Regions from separate parts of the Mus musculus genome. Here regions 1 and 3 are each linked to region 2. The links are chromatin contacts, called in public ChIA-PET and HiChIP or PLAC-seq maps. All regions are on one chromosome and are shown on one strand. Each heading gives the region's core, a stretch centred on a gene start, on an enhancer-like site or on the middle of the called end of the contact. The rest is flanking DNA. Distances are from core to core; before and after follow the strand shown.

The links. ChIA-PET counts read pairs in DNA pulled down with a chosen protein or histone mark. HiChIP or PLAC-seq counts read pairs in DNA pulled down with a chosen protein or histone mark.
Region 1: an H3K27ac HiChIP or PLAC-seq map of microglia shows a contact between it and region 2, with 4 times the contacts expected there. The contact joins the promoter of Flvcr2 here to the promoter of Zc2hc1c in region 2. A contact is called at or near these places in 1 of 39 promoter capture datasets (pre-B cells), 3 of 115 datasets of contacts at active chromatin or transcription factors (astrocytes, memory CD8 T cells and microglia) and 1 of 9 other capture datasets (liver).
Region 3: a contact with region 2 is called in an RNA polymerase II ChIA-PET map of effector CD8 T cells, with 5 read pairs. The contact joins the enhancer-like site here to the promoter of Zc2hc1c in region 2. A contact is called at or near these places in 8 of 39 promoter capture datasets (the C10 cell line, embryonic stem cells, hippocampal neurons and 5 more), 3 of 484 Hi-C or Micro-C datasets (the G1E-ER4 cell line, bone marrow-derived macrophages and embryonic stem cells), 5 of 115 datasets of contacts at active chromatin or transcription factors (double positive thymocytes, effector CD8 T cells, embryonic stem cells and 1 more) and 3 of 9 other capture datasets (adipose tissue, embryonic stem cells and liver).

What each region holds. Positions count from the first base shown.
Region 1 is chr12:85,744,598-85,749,571 of GRCm38.p6, forward strand. It overlaps Flvcr2 (feline leukemia virus subgroup C cellular receptor 2), which reads left to right and starts at 1,942. Exons shown (of 10, transcript NM_145447.2): 1 at 1,942-2,992. The coding sequence starts at 2,255.
Region 2 is chr12:85,285,756-85,290,089 of GRCm38.p6, forward strand. Zc2hc1c (zinc finger, C2HC-type containing 1C) reads left to right here and starts at 2,836. Exons shown (of 3, transcript NM_172414.4): 1 at 2,836-3,030; 2 at 3,797-4,334. The coding sequence starts at 3,816. It also overlaps a transcript of Acyp1 not described here.
Region 3 is chr12:85,659,116-85,663,923 of GRCm38.p6, forward strand. It overlaps the pseudogene Gm33312. Among named protein-coding and RNA genes, the nearest start is that of Batf, 25 kb to the right of the region's middle. Within about 2 kb of position 1,971, at least 40 of the 459 cell types and tissues checked have an H3K27ac peak or open chromatin away from gene starts, as enhancers often do. A contact at or near this core is called in double positive thymocytes and effector CD8 T cells, where this site is marked.

The DNA.
Region 1 (4,974 bases), core at 692-3,191, 460 kb after region 2:
TTTACATCCGTGCATGTGCTCACAGGTCAGCAGGTGCCTGAGGCTGGAAGATTCCCTCATGCTACAGATGGTTGTGAGCCACTCAGTGTGAGTGCGGGAACTGAACTCAACTCCTCTGAGAAAGCAGCAAGCCCCCTTAAACCCTGAACCATCTCTCTTCGCCATCACCTATTCTTGATTCTAATGTGCAGACTCAAGTTGTAAACACCACTGCAGAGCTTTAAAAGGGGGGGGGGGTCGGGGAGGACAAGGAAGCAGTGTCCCTCAAGATTCAACGTGTGAACACACATGAATCACCTGGAGATTCTGTTCAAATGTTCTAATTCAGGAGTTCTGGGCTGAACCTGGGGATCTGGGAATCTTCCCTTGAAACAAGCTTGGCAGGGGGGCGGGCATGGTGATATACACCTGTAAACTCACCATTTAGGATTGAGAGGGTGTGGAATTCAAGGTTACCCTGAGCAACCCTGTCTCAAAAAGACCAAGCCAAAACAGACAAAAAAGGCAAAACAAAAACACCACCAGGTTTCCAGGAGCCACCCAGGCTGCAGCTCAGACTGCTCTTATGTAACTGTGTGGTAGCTTGAATGATGGGAAGTATGACTTTTCAGGCCAGCTGGGACCTTAGTTAACTGAGTTCTAAAAGGCTTGTTTTCTTGTCTATAGCACGAGGCAAGAAGGCCGAGAGCTTACAGCTCGATGTTTTCAAAGCCTTGAGTGCCTGCACATACACCATACACATGCACACATACAGACACACACACCCAGGGCAAGCAATAGTAACTACATTATAGAATGCCCGGCATGCTCACCCATGAAGCACATTTACCCCGTGGCAACAAATGCTAGCCTTTTGGCAGGATAGGAAACATTTGTTGAACGAATTATCAGCCAGGGATTTTTCTTTTTTTTTTTTTTTTTTTTTTCGAGACAGGGTTTCTCTGTATAGCCCTGGCTGTCCTGGAACTCACTCTGTAGACCAGGCTGGCCTCGAACTCAGAAATCCACCTGCCTCTGCCTCCCGAGTGCTGGGATTAAAGGTGTGTGCCACCACGCCTGGCTGGATTTTTCTAAGGGCCATTATTTCACCATCTACATTTTGCAAAAGAAACGGGAGCTCAGAAGTGGTGTTCAGTGACCTATTGTTACACGCCTAAGTCGCTAAACCGGAATCCAACCTAAATTTTGGGTTCTTTATCACTGTGAACCCATGGAGTTGTAGGGACCAGCGCAAGCCAGCATTCCTTCTCTGAAAGCCTTGCTTCCAGGCTAAGAGGTGACGCTCAGGGGATCGGTAGGTGGCAGCGGAGGGCTACGAGGCTGTATGAGTCACTTCGTTGCCTCACTCCCAGAGCCTGCGCAGAGACTTGGTTCCACAACTTTCCCTCCAGGCTATGCTTGGCTCGCGGGGTTCCCTAGTGGGAGACCTCAGGGACCCGTCAGACACTAAACAAGTTCATATACGAGTTCACCAAAATAAGTCTTTGTCGGCTGGGAGGTCTCTGAGAAAAGCAAGCATTCCTTTCACCAGGCACACTGAACTGTCACCTGGAGAGCCCAGCAAAAGAGAGGAAGGTAGGGATCTCTCTCGGATCCCCCTGAGCAGTTTAGGGACTCCGAGCCTCGGTGCACGCCCGCTGGCCCCGAGAAGACTCTGACCTCGGAAGGGCGTGAGGCGAAGTCCTCATTTACCAACGAAGACCTCTGGGAGTGGGGGGGACAAGTGAATTTAGGGAAAGTGTAGGGGTGGGGGCTAACCGGGCGGTTTCCATGACACCGGGGACGTCGGAGAGGAATGTACACCCCAACCTATGGCGAAACAAGAGCGGCGCCTTGCGAGCCCCGCTCAAGGAGGCAGGGGATCCTGGGTGGGAGGGGTTGAGGGGCGTGGGGAGCCGGGCAGGCCGGGGGGCGGGGCGGTCACGTGCGCCCGAGGGGGCGAGGCCCCAGCCTGCCCGGGAGCAAACCGAGCTCGCCCTGCCACAGTTCGCTGTTCAGGAGTCAAACTTTTTCCAGGACGGTCAACGCTTCATCTGGACAGCCTGGAACGCGTGGCAAGGCGTCTGCGGCCAACTTGGGGGACAACAGTTTGCTAGGGAGTGATCGTAGGAACCTGAGATCTCGATTTCTCCGCTAACAGAGGTGCGCTCCCGGAGAAGTGTTGCCTCAGCTCTAGGGGGACAGGCAAAAGGCTGCTGACCCATAAGACTGTAGGAGTCAGTACGTGCCTGGGATTCAGGAGCTCGTTGTGGTCATGGTGAATGAAAGTCTCAACCAGGAGGAGAGCAATGACAGACCTGCGCCAGAGTCGGAATTCCAGATGGACACCAGCTACTCCACCCAGCCCAGCGGCTCCATCCATCCCAGCGTCTCAGGCCACCCCAGCGTCTCAGGCCACCCCAGCGTCTCAGGCCACCCCAGTGTCTCCATCCATCCTAGTGTCTCCATCGACCCCAGCGTCTCTGTCCGTCCCAGCAGTTCAGCACTCCCCAGTACCTTGGCTCAACCCAGCGGTTTGACCCATCATAGTAGCTTGGTTAGAGAAGACAGCGTGATCAAGGTGAGCAAGCGTCGTTGGGTCGTGGTCCTGGTGTTCAGTTGCTACTCCTTGTGCAATGCCTTCCAGTGGATTCAGTACGGCTCCATCAATAACATCTTCATGAACTTCTACGGTGTCAGTGCCTTTGCCATTGATTGGCTGTCCATGTGCTACATGCTGACCTACATCCCTCTGCTCCTGCCCGTGGCCTGGATGCTGGAGAAATTTGGTCTTCGAACCATCGCTATCACCGGCTCAGCTCTCAATTGCCTGGGAGCCTGGGTAAAGCTGGGCAGCCTAGAGCCTCACCTCTTCCCGGTCACAATGGTGGGTCAGGTCATCTGCTCTGTGGCACAGGTCTTCATTCTGGGCATGCCCTCACGCATTGCTTCGGTCTGGTTTGGAGCTGATGAGGTTTCAACAGCCTGCTCCGTGGCTGTGTTTGGCAATCAGGTGAGTAGAGGGCGGGTGTGTGTGTGGACGGCTGTTCCAAAGAGAGAGAGCATCTCACCATGATGGGGCTGAGTATGTTAGAGGGTACCTGACGATGAGAGAAGCTGTAGTTTTCTGGTTCACAGACTTTATGACTCTTGGGTGGCTTTGTGGTTGGGTGTGGACTGACAGTGTAGTTGGGTGATTGTGACTGTCAGTGACATTGAAGATTAATGGGGCGGGGGTCACAAACAAAGGACTTTTTCTTTCATCCACAGTTTTTCCTAGCCTGTAGGAAGCATACTAATTAAAATATGATCGTTTTTTGATGGTGTTTCTCCCCAGCCTTTATCAGTACACCAGTTCCACCAATTTTAGGAATGCTGGTCTTTTCTCTGGTAGCAATCTTTGACTGCCAGGTGGCTGTTTAGGTGTCCTTGGTGGTTTTAGCTGGACCAGCCAGATTTGCTAGAACTCAAGATCCTCTGTGCACGAAACTGTGGGCTGGGCTGTTCTTACCTTTTACGCAGAGCTGAAACCAGGACACCTGGAACCAGGCTTTGCCCTAAACTCTCTGGGATTTAGAGCCAAGTCGAGTAGGAGAGAGTAGAAATCTCACTGCGAACTTCCAAGAAAGCTTCTGGTCTAAGCATCTTCTGTCTTTCTCCTTTTGCCTTTTCTCTTCCTGGGGCAAGCAATTCCACGTTCTTATGATCTTAGAATGGTTCTCACTTAGAAGCTTGGGTGTGTTATGCATCTGATTGCTTTCTCTGTGTATTTGAGGCAAAGCAAATGTTTATGGGCCCTTCTTTAATTGGAGCCTAGGTCCCCAGATTCATTTCTTCCAAGTTGCATGCTGTCCAAGCTGCTGCTGACAGATCACTGGTCACCCTTAGCTCTGGTGAGCCGATTTTGTCTTACCAGTTCATTTAATTTAGAAAATGTGTGTAACCTCTGACTTAGGCAGAAACGTCCTAAAACTTCTCTAAAGGCAGATTTCTTTTTCTCTTCATAAGTTTAAAAAAAAAAAAAAAGCTGGGTGGTGGTGACGCACGCCTTTAATCCTAGTACTTGGGAGGCAGAGGCAGGTGGATTTCTGAGTTCAAGGCCAGCCTTGTCTACAGAGTTCCAGGACAGCCAGGGTTACACAGAGAAACCCTGTCTCGAAAATACAAAAAAAAAAAAAAAAAGTTTCCCTGGTGCTCAGTGTGCTGGTGCAGGCCTCTGTTGGAGGATGTGATGAGTTCCAGGCCTGCCAGAGCCATCAAACTATTCACCTGATTTCTTCTTGTGAGTTTTGTTATTTGGAAAACCGAATTGACTTAAGCCTGGAGATGAGCCAGACAGTGGTGGCACGTGCCTTTAATCCCAGCACTTGAGAGGCAGAGGCAGGTGGATCTTTGTGAGTTCGAGGCCAACCTGGTCAACATAGTGAGTTTCAGGACAGCCAAAGCTACAAAGAGAAATCGTGTCTTGGAAAAAACAACCAAAGCAAAAGTCTGTAGCTGAAAGTAGATGGGCCTTTGGTTAAGGACACATTGCAAAGAGACATTGAGGGCTGGAGAGATAGCTCTGCAGTTAAGAACACTTACTATGCTTGCAGCAGACCTGAGTTAGATTTCCCACACCTCTATTGGATGGCTCACAACTACTCATAACTCCAGTACAAGGGGATATGATGCTTCTGCTTCCCCCCCAGGGCATCAGTGCTTAGATGTACAGACTCACAAGTTATAGCAATAAACATTTACAAATAGGCTTTAGAAAAACATAGATATTGAACTGGGTATAGTGGTGCATGCCTAGAATCCTAGCACTTGAGAGGGAGACACAGGAGGGTCAGAAGTTCAAAGTCATCCTAGGCTACATAGTGAGCTCAAGACCACTGTCACTCTGTCTCAAATATAAACAAACAAACAAACAAACAAATAAATAAGAGAATTGCATTTAACAGTCATACTTTTTGTTTTGTTTGGTTTGGTTTTTTGGGTTTTTTTGTTTGT
Region 2 (4,334 bases), core at 1,586-4,085:
GTGTGTTGTTGTTACTGCTTGGTAATGGAATCTAGACCCTTGTGCATTCTAAGTATACATCTTACCACTGATTTATTTTTTATGTATTTGAATACATTGTCACTGTCTTCAGACACACCAGAAGAGGGCATGGGATCCCATTACAGATGGTTGTGAGGCACCATGTGGTTGCTGGGAATTGAACTCAGAACTCCTGGAAGAGCAGTCAGTGCTCTTAACCACTGAGCCATCTCTCTAGACCCCCACTGTCGTTCTAACACTGATTGATAAGCCTCGGTCCTGCTAATCAACGAAGCTGAGAAAGAAGGTTTAGAATCAACATCTGAACAACAGCAAGAATTAGGGAGCAGATGCTGATGGTGAGGGGGGTAAAGCCACTCCAACGATTAACACAGGCAGAACAAGAGAGGATGCCACTTATTATGAGAAAACTGGCAGATGTAGACTCAATAGCATTTGTAGGTCGTTTGGAAGAGATGGCAAAGGAAGCAGCTTTGAGGGTGAGCGGGCATGAACCAGGAAAACAGCAGACAGAGAATGGGGAGATGATCAATGTCTATCACACTGAATCTAGGGCTCCTAAGGAACTGTCATGAGGAGGTGCCAGGCGGATAGTTGGAGAGACACTATTGCTAAGCAGGGCATATTTTAGACAAGAGTGAGCCCCCAAATTTCAGATCTAATAAAAATCATAAGGAAGAGATTACTTAGAACTGCAGAACTGCATATACATCAAAAATAGGAGCACTCAGGGGAATATCTAAACTTAGAAGGCCAGTAAGGGAGTTAAGTATATTCCAATATACTTATTGCATAAATGCCAGAAGATATAAATGCCAGAAACCTTAAATAGATGGAACAGGACTGAGAAAAAGAAACCAAGAGGACACAGGAGTAGTGAGAACTGAGTCTTGAGGGAGTGGATGATCAATATTGCTGAGTGAACAGGCTCCAGAAATAGAAGCTTGCCCGAGAAGGACTCTATTAGCTGCGTAGTGAGAGAGAGAGAGAGAGAGAGAGAGAGAGAGAGAGAGCCAGACCACAGGGGCCAGAACAAAGAGGAAAGATAAGGAAAAGCTGTGTAAGTGTGTAGAGTTTGCAATCAGCTGAGGTGTGTTGGACATGCTGCACATCTCTAACTCCAGCTCTTTGAAGGCAGAGGCAAGAGAATTTCTTTGAGTTCAAGGCTAGCCTGGAGTATGTAGAGAGCTCCAGACCAACCACAAAACAAACACAAACAAAGAAGCCAACCAAAGCAAAATAAAGGAGGGGGAGGGAGAGGGGGAGGAGGGAGAGGAGACGGAGAAGGAGAGAAAGAAAAAGAACTTGAGGTGTCCTGTTAGGTAGCTCTCAATTGTCATGACTTCAGGTCTAGGGGTTCCATTGCCATCTTCTGGCCTTCCCAGGCACTGCACACACAAGGCATATATTCACATAGACCTCGGAGTTTCTCTCTTCCTCTCTCTCTCTCTCTCTCTTCCTCTCTCTTTCTTGTGTGCGTGTGCGTGGGGGCGGGGGGGGGGGGGAGGGAGGAAAGGCCTATATGCCTATACCCAGCCTGGGAGAATCTGAGACAAGAGGATTAAGTAGGCAGGAGGACTAACTAGTGCTAACCATAGACTAAATAGGGAGCCTGTCTCAAAACAAACAGCAAACAAAACAAAACAGAAGAGACTCCAGTGGGATCCTAACACAGAGAGAGACAGACCCAGGGATGGGAAGGGGAACTTTTCTTGCACAAGGAAGTTATGTATACTTGAACACTAGAGATTCAGGGGGAGAGTATGGAAACGAGTTAGAAAAGATGTATGGGAAAACCCATAGAAGCTGACTGAGGCAGGGTCCTAGTCCGTGGGAAACCTCTGCAATGTGGAGAAGGCCGAAGAGCCAACTGGGAATGAAAAGAATGACTGACAATCTGCCCTAGAGAGTCCACCAAGGAATTTTTTTTTGTAGCGCATAAAAGCTGACATCTGATCTGTTGTATTAACGAGACTGCTGTCTACTTTATTTCCCACGTGCTCGAATCTTCTGTGTAGTTACAAGAAAAACGGAGCTATCTGTTCCAAAACAGCTTATCCAAATGAACTGAAGCACGAAGAAGACAAATAAACTCTCTTCTGTTGTCAAAAAGTTACAGAGGACCATTTAATGTTGAAATCAAGTTATGTTCATTACTGTTGATCTGGTTGTTAACTTTATTATTGTTACTTTTGGCTGAGTCATTCCTGGGCCCTAAGTAGTAACGGTCACGTGAGAGTGAAACGTTATAATAGCAAAATGATTAGATTGGCCATAGAAACTACCCTGGGACTATAACACGTAGTGAAATAATAGTAAAGCTAATATAATAGCAAGCGCCAAAGCATTGCGAGGGAAGACAGCCCGGAGCATGTAGCCTGGAGCTCTTACATAGCCCTACCTGGGGCCTGAGCGCAGTAGCCGAGCGCACTCAGAAGGGTGATCAGCAGTCCCACTCCCGCTAGCTGGACAGACTCCCGAATCCTGGGGCGGGATGATTCCGCAGCCCATCTAGGGGCTCCACCCTTCTCCAGACAAGGGCACACCCTAAGGTCTGGGAGCTTCATTCTCGGAGAAATCCAAGTTCTTCTTTGATGTAGCCCCAGAAAAACCTCTCCAACCCCTCCCCAAGGGAAACGCTGATCTGAGCTGCGGAGTTGGCTGCACCTCGACAAGTGACCCGACTGCACCCGTACTCCACCTCCCTTCCCTCCTCCCCTCCCCACCTCCCTCCCCACCTCCCTCCCCACCTCCCCGCACTCCCTCCACCACCTCCCTCCGTCCCTCCAACCCAATCTGCCCCGGCGGCTTTCGGATTGCTTGTGGACTGCGCCTGCGCACATCTGGAGCTAAAAGTTCTCAACCAGAGGCGGTGCTCTGGTCTCCAGGCAACGGGATAACAGAGGTGGACAGAGAGCGCCTGCGTGGACGGCGGTTGGGTTTAGTCAGGTGTGGAAAACTAGGTCTTGGGGATTTTCCCTGAGCTGGAGCGGCCCCCGAGCGCCTCAGGTACGCCGAAAGGGGAGATACTGAGACCTCCCGAGGGGTTGGAGAGTGAGAGTTTATCCCTAGAGGCCGGGTCCCAGTAAGGACTCCCGTTTGACCCTCTGGGACAGAACATGACTCTGGAGTTCCGGATCCAAAGCGGGCTGGGGCGCTCAGGTGTCTGTCACCCCCTCTCCCAACACACTCTCTTTACAAGCCTGGTGCGGTTTGAGCCATAGAGCATCTTTGCATGAGGGCTTGACAGCCGGGCACCTGCTTCAGGCCCGGGTGGCTCGTGCTCTTTGTAGTTTGTAGCAAGGGGAAAGTCCAGGGAGTGCTTTGGGCCAGGCCCTGTCGCCAGGCCACTGTTCTCACCCCGTAAAACCGTGGGACTGGACTCAGAGCGGCCTCTGCAATTTACAAGAACCCGGGGCTGGTAAGAGCAGGTTGCCTGTTTTGTGTCACGGACGACCTTCTATCTAAAGCTTTTCCCACCCATTCCATAAATGGTGTAGAGCAGGTCATCTACAGGCCTGGAGGAAAGTCAGTGGCAGAACACCTGTGTCACGTCCATTCTTTGGTCCTCGGGGCTTAGCAATGTCTGGCCTGGCACATAACCATCACTCCCTAAATGCTTATTGAAAGAATGTCCTGGCAGAGCCAACACCACAGTCCCGAGAAACGTTTAAAGGGAATGTGGGTAGGGCAAATGGACAAACAGTTTACTCTAGCAGCCGGGAGTGAACCTCAGACAAATTCTTCACATGTATCTGCTTTAAATCTCCCCTAGGCTTCGGTCCAGGCACTGAATGGCTGGTCTCCAGTTGGCTCCACATCTGCCTGTGGGCGTTATGTTCCCACATAATAAAACAGAAGCTCCTGGACTCCACTCAGCTAAGCACGACCCTTACGAACAAAGTGACTCTTCCCAGCGGCCCTCGATGGGACATTTGAGGAATAGTTTCCAGTCGAAGCTTTGGAGCAACACAGAAATGGAGCAGGAGGACGAGGTCTCCACCCGCCCCAAAAGGAACGTCTGCACAAAAGCCCGGAGGCACTCCTGTCCCCACAGTGCAGGAATCAGGCAGCAAGGCTCAGGGAACAATGCCCAGGGCCAAGGAAAGGGTCTGTTTTACTTGTCTAGTCCGACACCCCGGTATCCCAAAGCAAATGACCAGGACTTCATTCCCTTTAGGAGGAAACGAGTGGGAGTGGATCGGGCTTACCCACTGAAACCCATGGTCCACCGGAAGTCACATAGTACAAGTGATGCGGGCGCAGACGGGGACCAGAATGGCTACCCAAGACTCCCTGACTCAAGTGAGTTT
Region 3 (4,808 bases), core at 721-3,220, 370 kb after region 2:
AGGAAAGGTTGAATGAAGTCAGGTTGTCGGGGAAGGAAGGGTGACTGCGTACAACAGTTGTGACAGCTTGGGCTCCTGCCTGCTGCCAGCCACCTGGGGGAGCCTGACTTTGAGGATCACTCCTCTGCTGCTGTCTGGGGTCCCTTGGCTGCCTCTTCCCCTCTGCCTTGTCTCCCCCACCTGCACCCCATCACCCTAACTTGGCTAGGTTGTAGGTTGGGGATCTCCATCTTTATGTGATTGCAAGCCATCTAAGAGGGCAGAGATGACAAGCCATGCAGTTATCCTTTGGGCATGGATAGGGTGGAGAGGCAGACCGGGAAGCTTGCCCAGTTGCCATGGAGACAATGATAAGCCCCCAAAGAGAAGATAGTGACATGTGTTCTAGCTTACAAAGCACTTCCTTCAATGTTCTTTGTTCCTTAACTCTTTATTCAAGGCAAAGCTGCTGATGTCATTGCATCACAGACTGGGGCAATAGTTCACGTGGTAGAGGGCATCTTGCATGAAGCTGTGGGTTTGGTTTGCCAGCATTGCATAAATTGGACATGGTGGAGCATGCCTGTGGTTCCAGCACTTTTGTAAAACACAGGGTTGTTTTTTTGTTTTGTTTTGTTTTGTTTTTTCGAGGCAGGGTTTCTCTGTATAGCCCTGGCTGTCCTGGAACTCACTTTGTAGACCAGGCTGGCCTCGAACTCAGAAATCCGCCTGCCTCTGCCTTTTCCTAGCTCTGTTCACTGAAGGAATTTAAGGATATCCTCAGCTACATTGTGAGTTCCAAGACAGCTTGGGTTTCATAGGACCATGCCACAAAACAAAACAATATATTATGTGTCATGGGACTGTGGTAGTTCCTGGTGATCTTCCCATCTGTGGCCCTAAAGGCTATCATCTTTCTTGGCTTCCTTCCTCTTGCTCCCACTGAACTGCATAGTTGATATTTCCTAATTAACTTCTCTGTATCTTTACTTTGACTCCATTTAGACCAGTTCATGTCATTGTCAGGTAGTCACCAGAGAGGACTGCTCCAACACAAATTTAAGTCAATAGAAAGTCTTTATTAGGCTTTTTGGACAGGGATATCGAGAGGCAAGATGTAGCTACTAGTATCCCCCAATTTATATGGTAAATCCACCCGGATTTGCCACCAGAAGATTTAGATTGAATATGGCTTACAAGATTAGGATTCTAGTTGTTGTGCCTAGCGATTAAGTCACCATTGTTTCTGGGGAAAAAAAAAGAAAAAGAAAAAAGAAAGAAAGAAAGTCTTTATTAGCCAGCCAGTGACAACACTGGGTTTTCGGGATCCCAGTGTAGCCCTGAGCCTTTCTTGGGATGGGCTTTTAAAGCACAAACCCCATGTTTTGGGTTGACATACTTCAGCTAACAAGAGCAGTTCGCCAGAAGTGGAACTACAGAAACTAAAAAGTAAGGTTAGTTACATTCTGAGACTTTCCCAGAGCCGTGGACTTTGATGGGTTAGGCCTTTGTTTTAGTTTTGGCAGGTGATGGTGTGTTCACAATGAGTTTTACAGCCTGAATGGCATTTCCATCATGGAGTCAGTCATGCTAAGGTCTGGTGCCCTGCTACCAGAGAACAGAAAGTCAGGATGTAAGGGCCTGAAATCCAGACAGGCCTCCTTCTGAATCATGTGACAATAAATTCTGTTGGGGCCATGGCACACACCCCCCCCCTCTCCGTGTGAATAAGGCAGCCTGGCTCCTGGATGCAGGTGGTGGGGCCTCTTCACCTGGTACCGGCTCGCTTGTCATTCAAGGTTCCCTTCAGGCGTGGCTGAACTTTCAGTGGGTTTTTGGCTTGAAGCTCACCCAACAGCGAGCCGCTGACTAGAGGAACTTAGCCTTTGCTTGGGGGGTTGGGGGGGGAGGTAAGCAAAGAAGTGGTTTGGAGAGCGAAAGGCTCAGTTTGCCTCTGCCTGGTAGCCCATGTGAAAGGCGCTTGCTTCTGTTTGAGGTGCAGGGTGTCTCCGGATGGGACCAGGAAGTGGTAACTCCTTCAACCTGGCCGCCCGTTCACACCTTCAGTGACTCATTTTGATGAAACTCAACGGAACTCCAAACACCTGCACACACCGTGGAGTATTTTCAGATAGAAAGCTTCCCAGCTCCCTTCTGTACAGACCCCAGGAAACAGACCCACCAGAGGCACCAACAGCCCGAGAGAACACTGTTCCTGACTGCGCACACCTCCTTGCTCCCGTTTCTGCGCTCCTGGATACAGTAAGCACTGGCCTTGAGGGGTCCAAGGCGAGCAAGTAAAACACGCTGGGGTGACTGTTTTATGCACACCCATCAGAGGCACAAAACATATACATACATGGGGATGCATGTGTTGTGTTTTTATAAGCAGATCACTAATTTGCATATTGTGACTGATGTCAGTTTTATAAAATAAAAATTCGAGTTATGTGTGTATCTAAATTTATGTCTCCCTAGATGATAGAATTATAATAGTTTAATTGTTTTGTTTTGTTTTGTTTTTCGAGACAGGGTTTCTCTGTGTAGCCCTAGCTGTCCTGGAACTCACTTTGTAGACCAGGCTGGCCTCAAACTCAGAAATCCACCTGCCTCTGCCTCCCTAGTGCTGGGATTAAAGGCATGCGCCACCACACCCGGCTCATTTCTTTCTTTTATTTTGTAAAGAGTACACTGTAGATATACAGATGGTTGTGAACCTTGTTGGGAATTGAATTTTAGGACCTTTGCTCACTCTGGTCAGCCCTGCTCGCTCTGGCCCAAAGATTTATTTAATATTATACATAAGTACACTGTAGCTGTCTTCAGCCATGCCAGAAGAGGGAGTCATATCTCATTACGGGTGGTTGTGAGCTACCATGTGGTTGCTGGGATTTGAACTCAGGGCCTTCAGAAGAGCAGTCTGCTCTTACCCGCTGAACCATCTCACCAGCCCCCTTCCATTCTTCCTTTCTTCCTTCCTTTTTTTTCCACATTGTTTTCAGACTGCACCTTGTTTAGTAGTCTAGGCTGGCTTCCAATTCCCCAATGATTGAGCTATGGGTATACTCTCTTCACCTACTTTGATTTTTTGTTTGTTTATTTGTTTTTTTGTTTTTTTGAGACAGGGTTTCTCTGTATAGCCCTGGCTGTTCTGGAACTCACTTTGTAGACCAGGCTGGCCTTGAACTCAGAAATCTGCCTGCCTCTGCCTTCAAAGTGCTGGGATCAAAGGCGTGCGTCACCAACGCCCAGCTGATTCACTTATTTCTTATTACAAAACTTTCTGTCTCTTTCCGCCATTTTGGCGCCTATGGAGGCCTGCTGGGAACAGGACTTCTAAAAGCAAGTGTGTCTGGAAGGCTGTGGTGCAAGGCCATTTTTGCTGGCTACAAGCCAGGTCTCCGGAACCAAAGAGAGCACACAGCTCTTCTTAAAATTGAAGGTGTTTATGCCCGAGATGAAACGGAGTTCTACTTAGGCAAGAGATGTGCTTATGTGTATAAAGCAAAGCAAAGCAAAGCAAAGCAAAAACAAAACAAAACAAAACAAAACAAAAAAAACAAAAAACAAAAAAAAACCCAAAAAAACAAACAAACAAACAAAAAACAATACAGTGACCCCTGGAGGCAAACCAAACAAACCCAGAGTGATCTGGGAAAAGTAACTCGGGCCCACGGAAACGGTGGTATGGTTCGTGTCGAATTCCGAAGCAACCTTCCTGCAAAGGCCATTGGACACAGAATCCGTGTGATGCTGTACCCATCCCGGATTTAAACTAATGGAGAGTAAATAAATAAAAGCAAAACAAAAACAAAACAAAACAAAAACCCAAACAACTTTCTGTAATTGACAACGACACTAAGGACCACTCTAAATCCTTGGTCCAGAGGATGCTTCTTGAGCCAGATTGGAGACCCGCTAAGATTCCCTTCTGAGCTGGGGAAAGCCTTGCCTCCTCTAACCAATATCTTTGCTGCCCTCCAGTGGCTATCTGGGGCCGCAGCACGCCTACTGTCTCAAACTGCCTATTTCTTCTATTTCTATTTCTATTTTGTTTCCCAGGAACCCGGTTTCTTAGAACTGGCTTGCTTTTCCGAGTTTGAGGGCCATTTATATTCAGTGAGGTACTCGGGTGTGACCCTTTTCAAGATCCGGTGGAAGTGTCGATCTTGTTAATCTCCAAAAGATCCCAGCTCATTGCAGACCCGAAAGGGCCTGAGTAGTGGCGCTGAGAGCCCACGTTCTCACAGAGGAGCCGCATTTGGTTTTTGTTTAGGGTCCTGACTGCTGAAGTCCACCAAGCACACCTTTCCAAATGCTAAAGGCAGTGTTTCTCCTGAAGTAGGAGGAGGTTTCTGCTTTGGCCTTCCACTCCCAGACGTTTTTGTATCAAGCTAATTGCTCCATCTCTCTGTCCTTCATCTGCCGGGGGGGGGGGGGGGGGGGTTGTCATCATGCCTTCGGGATTTTTTTGTTTCTCTGTATAGCCCTGGCTGTACTGGAACTCACTCTGTAGATCAGGCTGGCCTCGAACTCAGAAATCTGCCTGCCTCTGCCTCCTGAGTGCTGGGATTAAAGGTGTGCACCACCACGCCCAGCATGCCTTCGGGATTTAACACACACACACACACACACACACACACACACACACACACTGTGCCACCCCCAGCCACTAGCAGGGGAGCCGAGTCGCTTTTCCTGTGGCCATGGCTCACAGACCTGTATTGTCCAACCCTGTGGGGGAATCAAGGCTGCAGTCCATCACGCTGCAGCCACAGTCAGAAATCAGAGAGGGGTGGGTGCTGTTCTCAGCTTTTCTTCTCTTTATT